Linked DNA regions of Macaca mulatta: region 2 is linked to region 1. The links are chromatin contacts, called in public Hi-C maps. All regions are on one chromosome and are shown on one strand. The core of a region is the stretch at or near the end of the contact, and the rest is flanking DNA. Distances in the headings are between cores, read along the strand shown. Region 1 holds the start of GINM1 (glycosylated integral membrane protein 1). Region 2 holds the start of PCMT1 (protein-L-isoaspartate (D-aspartate) O-methyltransferase).

The links. Hi-C and Micro-C count contacts between places; a contact is called where the count stands out from the background.
Region 2: a contact with region 1 is called in a Hi-C map of liver, with 5 times the contacts expected there. The contact joins the promoter of PCMT1 here to the promoter of GINM1 in region 1. A contact is called at or near these places in 2 of 14 Hi-C or Micro-C datasets (fetal cortex germinal zone and liver).

The regions. Positions count from the first base shown.
Region 1 is chr4:68,061,856-68,068,279 of T2T-MMU8v2.0, reverse strand. It overlaps GINM1 (glycosylated integral membrane protein 1), which reads right to left and starts at 3,000. Exons shown (of 8, transcript NM_001193728.2): 1 at 2,781-3,000. The coding sequence starts at 2,900.
Region 2 is chr4:68,256,065-68,262,488 of T2T-MMU8v2.0, reverse strand. PCMT1 (protein-L-isoaspartate (D-aspartate) O-methyltransferase) reads right to left here and starts at 2,648. Exons shown (of 7, transcript XM_015137139.3): 1 at 2,419-2,648. The coding sequence starts at 2,647. It overlaps NUP43 (nucleoporin 43), which reads left to right and starts at 6,160. Exons shown (of 8, transcript XM_015137140.3): 1 at 6,160-6,313. The coding sequence starts at 6,194.

The sequences.
Region 1 (6,424 bases), core at 1,751-4,250:
AAAAAAAAAAAAAAAGTGACTGGGCACAGTGGCTCACACCTGTAATCCCAGCACTTTGGAAGGCCAAGGTGGGCGGATCACTTGAGGTCAGGAGTTCAAGACCAACCTGGCCAACATAGTGAAACCCCATCTCTACTAAAAATATAAAAAAATTAGCTGGGCATAGTGGCGGGAGCCTGTAATCCCAGCTACTCGGGAGGCTGAGGCAGGAGAATCACTTGAACCTGAACCCAGGAGGCAGAGCTTGCAGTGGGCCCAGATGACGCCATTGCACTCCAGCCTGGGAGACAGACTGAGACTCTGTCTCAAAAATAAAAAATAAAAATAAAAATACAAAAATTAGCCAGGTGTGGTGGCACATGCCGGTGGTACCAACTACTCAGGAGGCTGAGATACGAGAATCGCTTGAACCTGGGAGGCAGAGGCTGCAGTGAGCCGAGATTACGCCACTGCACTCCAGCCTGGGCGAGACAGAGTGAGATTCTGTTTCGGAAAAAAAAAAAGGCAATCTTGTATAACCTCAACTTCTGACAACTGCATACATAAAAACCGAAAAATGCTTATAATCCAATAAATCTGAGTCATTGGAAGAAGGCAGAATTTTCCTGACTTCAACCAGTTTAATTTATATCAGGCTAGATATGAGGATGGACAGATGTGATAAAGCTAGTAATGTTAAGGGTAGTCTGGTTCTGCACTGTTCAATATGGTACACACTAATCACTTGTGACTATTTACATTTAAATTGGTTAAAATTAAATAAAAATTTAAAAGCAGTTCCTAACTGGCACTGGCCACATTGCAAGTGCTCAGTGGCCACAGCAGTCCAGTGGCTACTCACAAGGTGAGAAAAGACATAACCATCAAGGCAGAAAGTTCTACTGGACAGCACTTATACAATATATGGGACCACTGTGAAATTCTTTCCTATTTGGAAATGTTTCACAATAAGACGTTGAGAAGACTTAGATCAAGGGACTTCAGTTTCCCACAAACACAGTCCAGGTAATGGGATTCTCTTTCTATTGTTCAGCATTCATTTAATCTGTGAAACTGTTTATTGTTGAGATAGGCTCTTGCTATGTTAACCAGGCTTATCAGCCAACACCCAGCTCTTGGTCTCAAGCGATCCTCTGGCTTTGGCTTCCCGAGTAGCTGGGATTACAGGCGTAAGCCACTGCACCCAGCTTAATATGTGAATTTCCGAGTTTAGATCTGGACTTTCCAAAAGTGAAATGAAGGTCCAAGAAGGGAGAACTGAAATAATAAAATCACTAAGAGCCAGCTGACAATGCAGTGTATTTTAAGCCTGCAGTCAAAATGTATTTTTCACAGATTATATAGACCTAAACATCGCTTGACACATAGGTGTCAATTATGAATCTTTAAAACTTGAAAAATGGGAAAATAATGTCCATATTTCCAGAACTTTTTAGAACTATTTCACTTTTATTTGGTCCCTTGGTGCCTGTCCATCACATTCCTATTGTTTAACCAGATGCAACTGTGATCCACATATAATTTCAGATATAGGTGGTTCTTACGGCAGGCAATGTCTGGCTTCTTGTAATGCCCTGCAGAACTGAGACATGCTCGTCATTTTTGTACCCACATGGGGTAATGTCATTATTCTAAAACGTTAAAACTTGCTTTGTTTTGTTTTTGTTTGAGACGGAGTCTCGCTCAGTCACCCAAGCTGGAGTGTAGTGGCACGATCTTGGCTCACTGCAACCTCTGCCTCCTGGGTTAAAGCAATTTTCCTGTCTCAGCCTCCCGAGTAGCTGGGACTACAGGCACCTGCCACCACGCCCGGCTAATTTTTCTATTTTTAGTAGAGACGCGGTTTCACCTTGTTGGTCAAAGTGACATTTACCGTGCCCTTCACCTTTATATTTAGAGTGTTCGTATTCAAGTCTTGAGGAGTAAGATAAGGTGTACCGACATAGTCTCTTGTCATTCTCAGAAAACTTGCACTTTAAAATATTCAAACTTTTCCCTACCATTCTACTGAAAAAAAGGCTGATACTGGCCTAGGTAGGCACGACTCTACGGCAGAAATGGTGAGCATCAGCCACGTTTCAATGTTAGGATGCCTCGATTCTCCCACCTCAGCCGGCATCAGAAGCACCTGTAGGACTCGCCAACCCGGACTGCTGGGCCCCGCCCCCAGAGGACGGGCTGAGTTCCCAGCGGATGCCGACGCCGCCGATCGCGCCCCGCCGTGAGAACTTCTCCTCCAACATCCGACAAAAACACTACGTCGCGCGAGGGCCGGGTCTCTGCCTCTGCCCACCTCAGCCCAGCGGAGCCCCGCAGCCTCGGGACCGCGGGCCCTCGCGATCGCAGGCCGAGCAGGCACAGGTGGCCTGGAAACGCGCGAAGTGGGCAACTTCCACACTTCCCGAGCACGCAAACATTCCCTGCCCAAGCGCCGGCTCTACCCCGGGAAGGCGCCATTACGAAGGCCCGCGATCACCGGCAATCGCGCGCTTCGACGGCAAAGCCCCGTCAGGTCGCGCGCCGGCTTGGGCCGCCGGAGAGTCAGTGTGGGGTGGCTCCAGGCTCACTCACAGCGACGCAGCCCCAGTAGGTCCCTTCCCTCTTACCTCGGCCTCCCACGCCGCCCCAATTTCCTGGGGTGCTTCTCCCCACACCTCCTTCGGGGGCCCGGACCCCCGCCCCTGCCCACCGGTGGGATGTGGAAAGCGTCATTGTGGACTGCCCGGGCCTCCCGGAGGGTCGGAGTCGTAAAGCGGCCAGCCGGGTCCGCCCTGCCCTACCTGTGGGGCTCCGGACAGCGGCGGCGGCTCGGGGGCGCCCGTCGTCAGCCACCCGGCGGCGGGTAGCGCCACGAACAGCAGCAGCCGGAGGGCGAGCGGCCCCGGTGGAGCGCCCTCCATCTTGGACAACCGGGGCAGAGTGCAGCGGCGGCCGGGAGGTGAGGGCGGAGCCGGCCCGCGGGAGGGGCGGAGCTTCGGCGGGCGGGGCGGGGCGGGGCGGGGCGGGGCGGGGCGGGCTGTCCCCTTCCAGGGAGGCCACGGAAGGCACTGGGAGACTCCGAGATCCGGCTCGCCGGGGAAAAGCGTTTGCGCACGCGCAGCGCCGCGCGGCGTCCAGGGGCGGAGTGAAGTCTTGGAAGGTACGGCCCCTCATTAGACCCGCCCTCAGGATTGGACAGGACTCCAACTTGAGCAATGCAAATATTCTCGTAGCCATTATTTTAAAAATTAGTATATATACACATGCATGTGTCTTGGTGTGTACATGTACATGTACCTATACGATGAAAACAATGGAAATATTTCAGAAAACTGTTGTACATTAAAAATGAAACATCGCATTTAGAGGGGAAATTTTTATTAAGTGGGTAATTTCCCACCCTTGGGTGCACGTGGGACTCTCCCGGAAAGCTTTAAAAAGTACTGGGGTCTCCCTGAACACAGCACTTTCCAGCCTGGGCTGCGGCTCGGGCCCTGGTGGTTTTTAAATTTTCTTGGGTGATTGATTCATTGTGGGGCCAAGGTTGAGGATGCGCCACGCTTATCGTTCAGCATTCCGCCGACCCCTGGAGGCGGCGCAGGGACAGCGCTCAGCTGGAAGCCAGCACACCTGGGCGCTCAGCGCCTTTTTGGTCAGTATCGTAACTCTAAAGTGAAAGTGTTAGACTTTTCTTCCACTTTTCAGATTAAAAAAAAAAAAGTTACGGAACCCTGTAAAGCAGAGAGTAGCAAGAAATTCAAGCATTTTAGATTAACAGGATTGCATGTTGATTGAGAAAAACTTGGAAACTTGGCCATTCAGGCAGAATAAGAGAAATATTTAGTCTTCCTTTGAAATAAAACTTTTGACATGAAAAGGGAAACAAGAATCTGCTTCTCTCTTTGAGCCCCCTTTACTCCTTTTAACACCCTCCTGCCACTTGCCTGCTTCCCCTCCCCCCGCCAGAATAAGTTATAAAAGTTTTGGCTGAAGACTCCTTTCAACTAACTCCGGGCTTACTCTGAGATTCCCCACGCCACTGTTAAGCTACAAGAGATTTCACAGCGAAGCCCCACCCACTTCTGGGTTCCATCTGCAAACTTGGCCTTTTCACTTTTTTCCTACTGCTGAAATTAAAAATGAATTTGGAGATGGACGTGGTAGTTTGTGCCTGTAGTCCCAGCTATGCAGCAAACACAGGCAAGAGGATCGCCCGAGTCTATTTAAAAAAAAAAAAAAAAAAAGGAATCTAGAAGCCGAGCGCAGTGGCTCATGCCTGTAATCCCAACACTTTGGAAGGCCGAGGCGGGTGGATCACTTGAGGTCAGGAGTTCGAGAACACCCTGGCCAACTTGGTGGAACCCCATCTTTACTAAAAATACAAAAATTAGCCAGGCATAATGGCACGCACCTGTAATTCCAGCTGCTAGGGAGGCTGAGGCAGGAGAATCGCTTGAATCCGGGAGGCAGAGGTTGCAGTGAGCCAAGATCGCGCTATTGCACTCTAGCTTGCGCGATGGAGTAAGACTCCGTCTCAAAAAAAAAAAAAGAATCTGGAAGTCAGAAAACATGACATGTGGATGTGTATAATTTGAATTAGTAATATAAGGTTACAAAGTACGTATATATGAAAAGATAATAGGGAAAGTTGCGGCTATTTTCTCACAGAGCCTTTCCCATGGTCTAACTGTCCACTGTTCTTTTGCTTGTCTGTCTGGTCAGACAGGTGTGAGCTCCAGGAAGGGCGTGGCCAAACCTTAAAGCAAACAGCTTGCTAGAGTAGGCCCTCAGTGGGGGTTTGTTAGACAAATAATGCCTAAGTGGTTGACAGTATTATTTAATAATCAACAATTTTACTGTTTTGTATGAAATGGTTCTCTTTAGGCCATTGTTTTGCTGCATGCAAACATGAGCGCTATGGAATTTCATGTTTAAAAACCCCATCATTTGGGGTAAAAAGCACCATACCACAACTCTAATGAGTTACAACAAAACTTTAAACAAGGTTTGTGGCTGAGTTCCACTTGTCCATTGGAAAACTCAACTTGGTATACTAAGCCTTCACATTAATCTGAGAAACAAAAGACAGAATTAACTTGGCAGTTGCTTACATGACACATAAATATGTCAATGTTAATACGGTGAGTACTTTGATGTTCCTTTGAGTCAGCTCATGTCAACTTGATATCTTCTATCATAAAGAGTTCAACTTACCTAACAGCAACCGACTGCAGTTCTGTGCACATTAGATGCTTTCTCTTCTTTGAAGTTTATCTTTCATATAGGAGAAGATATTCTAAAACATTTCTAATACTACAGAAAACAAAGTATATATTAAAATGTCTTTATTCTTTCACTTGATAATACCTTTTGACTCCAAACCTTGATATATTTCCTTTTTAAGTAGCTGATTTCGTTGTCATTTTCATCATTCCCACAATAAAAATTGGAGTCCATCTTTTTCGGCAATTTAAAGCAGGCTTGATGCCAAAAGGAAATCTGGGAGATGATTTGTATCTGTTTCCAATTTCTGGGAGTGAGTTCACTGCACTTCTATTGCAACACAGTCTACTCCAGTATTTTCCAGAGTTAGTCATCTACATATTTTTGAACTTTTAAAAAGACCCCTAGAAGATGACAAGAGGGAGAGCAAGAAACAAAGATATTGTATTTTATTTTTTTGAGACAGGGTCTTGCTTTGACACCCAGGCTGGAGTCCCATGGCAAGATAGATCATGGCTCACTGCAGCCTTGACTTCCTGGGCTGAAGCTATCTTCCTACCTCAGACTCCTGAGTAGCTGGGACTGTAGGCATGTGCCCCCATGCCCTGCTGATTTTTTTTTTTTTTTTTAAGTGGAGACGAGGCCTTGCGAGGTTGCCCAGGTTGGTCTTGAATTCCTGAGCTGAAGCAGTCCTCCTGCCTTGGCCTTCCAAAGTGTTGGGATTACAGGCATGAGCCACTATGCCTGGCCTAACTTTTTTTTTTTTTTTTTTTTTTTTTTATGAGACAGAGTTTCACTCTTGTCACCCAGGCTGGGGTGCAATGGCGCAATCTCAGCTCACTGCAACCTCCTCCTCCCAGGTTCAAGCAATTCTCCTGCCTCAGCCTCCCGAGGCAGAGTAGCTGGGATAACAGGCACCCACCACCACGCCCAGCTAATTTTTGTATTTTTAGTAGAGATGGGGTTTCACCACGTTGGCCAGGCTGGTCTCAAACTCCTGACCTCAGGTGATCCACCTGCCTCGGCCTCCCAAAGTGCTGGGATTACAGTCATGAGCCACTGTGCCTGGCCTTAAATATTTTAAAACTGCTTTTGCTGTAACTTTCTTGTTCATATATTTATGAATGAATTTCATTAGCTCATAATGATGGGTGATGCCTCTCATATGAAGAACAACTCATAGAAATATTATCATTGTAGCATCCAGCATGTATTTTCCTAA
Region 2 (6,424 bases), core at 1,399-3,898, 190 kb before region 1:
CCCTGTTTCTACTAAAAATACAAAAAATTAGCCGGGTGGTGGCACGCACCTGTAATCCCAGCTACTCAGGAGGCTGAGGCAAAATAATTGCTTGAACCCAGGAGGCAGAGGTTGCAGTGAGCCAAGATTGCACCATTGCACTCCACTCCACTTGGGCAACAAGAGCAAAACTCCGTCTCAAAAAAAAAAAGTTAACATCTAAACATTCACCATGGCCAGATGTGGTGGCTCACCCCTGTAATCCCAAAATTTTGGGAGTCTGAGTCCAACAAATCGTTTGAGTCCAGGAGTTAAAGACCAGCCTGGGCAACATAGCAAGACCCCATCTCATAAACTATCAGAAAAAGAAAAAAACCTACAAAAATTGGCCTGGCATGGTGGCACCCCTGTACTCAGGAGGCTGCGGTGGGAAAATCGCTTGAGCACGAAAAGCAGGGGTTGCAGTGAGCCAAGCTCACGCCACTGCACTCCAACCTGGGTGACAGTGAAACCCTGTCAAAAAAAATAAACAAACATTCTCTGTTACCAAACACTAAAGAGTCAGTTTCCACATTAAGTATTGTCCCCCCACCAAAAAATATTGAAAATGACTAATATATTAAATACTGGCCACGCACGGTGGCTCACGCCTATAATCCCAGCACTTTGGGAGGCCAAGGTGGGCGGAACACGAGGTCAGGAGTTCGACACCAGCCTGGCCAACATAGTGAAACCCCTTCTCTACTAAAAATACAAAAATTAGCCAGGCGTGCTGGCAGGCGCCTGTAGTCCCAGCTACTCGGGAGGCTGAGACAGGACAATTGTTTGAACCTAGGAGGCGGAGGTTGCGTGACTAAAGACTGTGCCATTGCACTCCAGTCTGGGCTACAGACCGAGACTCCGTCTCAAAAAAGAAAAAAAAGTACCAACCATGTGCCAAACAGCACTCCTAATTTCTTTCAGCCACCTTGGTCTGTCTAGCACAGATTTAGGCATATAATGGACACTTAATGGGCATTTATGAAAAAAAGGGATGACTATTAAATTCTTAGAGAAGTTTAAAAAAAATTTTCTTTTTTTGAGATGGAGTTTCTGCCCTTGTTGCCCAGGCTGGAGTGCAGTGGTAAGATCTTGGCTCACACTGCAACCTCTGCCTCCCAGGTTCCAGCGATTCTCCTGCCTCAGCCTCTCAAGCAGCTGGGATTACCGGCAGGCACCACCACCTCCGGCTAATTTTTGTATTTTTAGTAGAGACAGGGTTTCATCATGTCGGCCTGGCTGGTCTCGAACTCCTGAACTCAGGTAATCCACCCGCCTTGGCCTCCCAAAGCGCTGGATTACAGGCATGCCAACGAGCCCGGCCAAAAAAAAATTTTAATGGTGCCAGCCCTTAAGGAAATTACAAATCGAGTTGGGAGATAAGACAAACACATGAAAAGCTAAGTAACACAGGACAATTAAAAATACCATGTGGCAAGATATGATTACTGCAAAGTTAGTAGCAAAGAGTGTTATAAATTCTGACCAGTGAGATTATTATAGACTGTGGCCCTTGTAGTCTCCCAACAAAACGGGGACGCTATATTTCGATTTAAAAAAAGAAAGTGACACAGCAATCATCCTACCCTAAAATTATCATCAGAAGAAGGAATACAGTAAGAGAGTGATATAAAGAAACTCCATACAAGGTTTTTAAAGCCTATGGTAGCCCTGAAAAAAGTTGGAACATTAGACACGCAACCCTTTGTTGATCCAGGACCTGTAAAGGCTCCTGAAACACAAGTCTCTCAGGAACAGCATCCTCTGTTCTTTCTCCGCCCCCTACGGAGCTTTCCACTGGACAGCCGCCCGAGAAATTTCTCCCAGCATCTGCAATGGCAATACTCTCATCTTCCTCCCCTCGCCTGTATCAGACGGTGGCATCTCCCTCCAGGGGAAAAAACCGAGGGCGGGGGAGGCTGCATAAGAGGGAAAGCTCGCAGTGAGGTTGATTATGGAGGAGGAAGGTGAGAAAAATGCAGGGGACGAGCGTGGGGTCTCCTGAGCGCCAGCCCACTCTCTCTACAAGGCCTAGCCCACACGCTCCCACCCCGAAGGCACGCCCCTCACAAGCCGGACCCGGACGCGGACCTGAGTGACAGCAACACCACCTGTACTGCACTCCCTCCCCCAGGGCCTGCAGGGAGACGACTGCCCCTGCCCCCACCACCAGCGGCCCCTGGCTCTTTCTCTCCCCTTCCAGTCCACGTCGTCGACGAGTGACAGGTACCGAGGGAGGCGATTGCAAGCGCACGCCGTTCGGGACTACTGGGGCAACTCTGCGCCGAAGCCCTCCAACAGGCGCGCGGGGGCAGACAGAACGTTCCAGACGGCCCAGGGGGACCCGGTCCAGGCCCAGCCTGCCCTAGCTGCCCTACAACGGGCGGAGGTGGCACTTACTGCGGAGATTGTGGATTAGCTCCGAGTGGCTGGCGCCGCCGGATTTCCAGGCCATCGCTAAGCACACTCGGAGCAGGTACAGAACCACCTTCAGCGCGGCGACGGTGCCCAGCAGTTTTCCCAAGAGTGAGACCACCTCCCACACCGTCACCGCCCCGCTCGCGTCCCCGCTGTAGCTGCCGCTGTTACTGCCGTCGCCGCTGCTGCCGCCACTGCGCGCTCCCGGCATCCCCCGCGGCACGCATGCGCTCTGTGACGCCGCGCGGCCTAGGGTGCGGCCGGGTGGGGCCGAGGGCGGGGGAAGCGTGTGGCCCAGCTGCCCGCGCGTGTGGCTGCTGTGGCTGCTGCGGCTGTCAGGGGGACTGCAGGGAGGCCAGGCTGAGTCAGCGCCACCGCCGCTGCTGCGTGTCCCTTTCTGAGGCCTCGAACCGCACCGACTTCGCCCTGCGGCCGGGCTCGGTAGCCTGATCAGTCGCGTTCCCGGCTGCGTCTCCGGTCACCGAGCGGGACGGCGGGATGGCGGGGTCGATCTTTGCAGACGCTCCTTGTGGTTCCGCAGTCGCTGCTGGGTCAGCTGTTTCGAGCGGCGGATCTCCTCCTATAGATGGCCAGATTGTTAGACGGTGGGCTTCATCCGTTCCTACCTCGCCCAACCCAGTTGACTGGTATTTGGGTCTGTGGAGCCCGAATAACACAATAAGAATAAAACCCAACGACAAAGGCCCTCTCTAACCCGAGTACACCGGCATCTGGCTTTGTGACAAACATGTCACCGTTAGGCTAAGCAAAGACTTTGGAACCCTGGTTCTAAAGCTGTCAGGGAGTGGAAGAATACCAGGACATGGGGGTGGGGGTTGGCAAAGCTTTGCTCCCTTAGAATAATACGAACGTAAAGAATTGCGATTGGTTAAAAAATACCACTGTGTCCTCTGGTGAACGTGTTATTCTCCCGACAAAAGTGTGCATTTCCACCTAATTAAGCCTCACAAATTCCACCATAGCTTTATTGCTATCAGCTCTGCAAGACCATGAGTGAGAAGCTCACTGAGAACATTGCTTGTCGCGTCCAAATCGCTGACTCGTAATTTGACCTGAGACTGACAGAATCCAGCCAACACTTAGTCCAGTAATCTTTTTTTTTTCTTTCTTTTTTTTTTTTTTTTTTTGAGACAGAGTCTCGCTCTGTCGCCCAGGCTGGAGTGCAGTGGCGCGATCTCGGCTCACTGCAAGCTCCGCCTCCCGGGTTCAGCCTCCTGAGTAGCTGAGACTACAGGCGCCCGCCACCACGCCCGGCTAATTTTTTGTATTTTTAGTAGAGACGGGGTTTCACCGTGTTAGCCAGGATGGTCTCGATCTCCTGACCTCGGGATCTGCCCTCGTCCGCCTCCCCAAGTGCTGGGATTACAGGCGTAAGCCATTGCGCCCGGCCTCCAGTAATCTGTTGGAAGGAAACAAGGCTAAGACATCTGTGCTACTATGTCAGCACAATTTTCAAATTCTAGTTCTTACCCGATTTTGTAAAATGTGACACTGGCCTGTTTCCCATCCAAAATCATCACTACCTATTTTCTGGGATTCTGTGACCATAAATGAAACTACTGACAAAACTGGGTTTTTTGTTTTTGTTTTTGTTTTTTGAGACGGAGTCTCGCTCAGTAGCCCAGGCTGGAATGCAGTGGCACGATCTTGGCTCGCTGCAACCTCCGCCTCCCAGGTCCGCGTTCAAGGAATTCTGCCGCAGCCTCCCGAGTAGCTGGAATTACAGGCACGACCACCATGCCCAGCTAATTTTTTTGTATTTTTAGTAGTAGAGTTTCACCATGTTGGCCAGGCTGGTCTTGAACTCCTGACCTCGTGATCTGCCTGCCTCGATCTCCCAAAGTGCTGGAATTACAGGCATGAGCCACCGTGCCCAGCCAAAACAGTGTTCTTTACTTCAATATTAAACATGAATAAATTGTTGATTTGGGACTGTAACCCACTTAATATTTTCCATTTCATCTTTTCTACAGTTTCTTGATGATCTTCCATTTGGTGAAAAGAAAAAAGTCAAATCCTTGATAGGAACCTGATAACTCTAAAGCTGAGCCAGATGGATTGCATTTACATGCAGTGCTTCCCTAAACTGTCCCTGTGAAGTAGGACTACCAATATCACATAAAAACAACAATAGCATAATGGCCCTTTTTAAAGAAACAACCAACATACAGTTATGAACACCTGTAGTATTAAAGAGGTTCATTTTTCAGATAAGTCATACCTCTTGTATTCAGTAGGATTTACATTCTTTTTTTATTCTTTTTTTTTTTTTTTTTGAGACGGAGTCTCACTCTGTCGCCCAGGCTAGAGTGCAGTGGCTGGATCTCAGCTCACTGCAAGCTCCGCCTCCCGGGTTCACGCCATTCTCCTGCCTCAGCCTCCCGAGTAGCTGGGACTACAGGCGCCCGCCACCTCGCCCGGCTAGTTTTTTGTATTTTTTTAGTAGAGACGGAGTTTCACCGTGTTAGCCAGGATGGTCTCCATCTCCTGACCTCATGATCCGCCCGTCTCAGCCTCCCAAAGTGCTGGGATTACAGGCTTGAGCCACCGCGCCCGGCCGGATTTACATTCTAATTAGGGAGGAATATGCATCTTAAGAAAACTAACGATAGAATATATCCAAAATATATGTAATAGTGGCCTAGATATCAAATGCAAGCTCACGCCTGTAATCCCAGCACTTTGGGAGGACAAGGCAGGCGGATCACCTGAGGTCAGGAGTTCGAGACCAGCCTGGCCAATAGGGTAAAATCCCGTCTCTACCAAAAAAAAAAAAGCCAGGCATGGTGACACGCACCTGTAGTCCCAGCTACCCTGGAAGCTGAGGTGAGAGAATCACTTTAATCTGGGAGGCGGAGGTTGCAGTGAGCTGAGATTGTGCCACTGCACTTCAACCTGGGCCACAGAGTGAGACCCTGTCTTCAAAAAGAAAAAAAGCGATGTTGATTTAGATCAACATTGGCTGGGGGCATCAGGAAATGGTTAAGGAAAGAACAGATCCTTGAAGGATAGGCAGGATTCTGAGGAGTAAAGAGGAAGGGAAGAATATTATAGGTGTAACCAAAAGCACAGAAGGAACCTAGAAAACTGATTCCTGGGCTATTGACAATAGATATCACAAACCTCATTCTTAATCATGCACATAATTAAATTGACCAAAGCTAGGCAATTGGCATCAAAACTAAAACTGGAGTCTTTCGAATTCTAACTCCAGGCTCTGACAGTGTGTATTAACTTTCAAGCAAAGTATTTGTTTGGGGGACAAGAGGGAGAGGTTTAGGATAGTAGGTTGGCACTGTATTCGAGGTACTTCCATGAGTATTTAAGGATTTTTGAATTGTTTTCTATGCGCAGTGACCTGCAACTGCTTAGGTGTGGTTTCAAGGTGGTTTCTACTGTATTGATTTTGTTCTATTTTTGCTCTTAAATTTTACACTGCACAATTATTGAACACAAGAAAATACTGATATTGTAGATTAGGAGCAAGTCCTACTGCTCAAAGACCAAAGCGCTCTTGCCTTTGCTCAGAGTCGCTCTAGGAGATGGGCCTCTCGGTCTAGGTTCTCCCAGTTTGTATACTGACCGTGCCCACACTGGCTACCGAAGAGAATTGACTCTCTGCAGCCACCGTCTCCCTCCTAAAGTCCCATCCAATCAGGGTTCCGCGGGAAGAGGCGGGGCTGAGAGGCGCGCGTTGTGCTTGCTTTTTGCAGTGCCTGCTGCGGCTGCTTTCGGCATGGAGGAAATTTATGCGAAGTTTGTGTCTCAGAAAATCAGCAAAACCCGCTGGCGACCGCTGCCTCCCGGAAGTTTGCAAACCGCGGAGACGTTTGCTACCGGATCTTGGGACAATGAGGTATCCCCGCTGATAGGGACGAGCCCCTGCCTCTTCCCTCCCTCCGGTTGAGCTGACCCCTGGCCGCGCGCGCGCCAACTCCCACCTTCTGGTTTTTCTCGCACTTCTAGG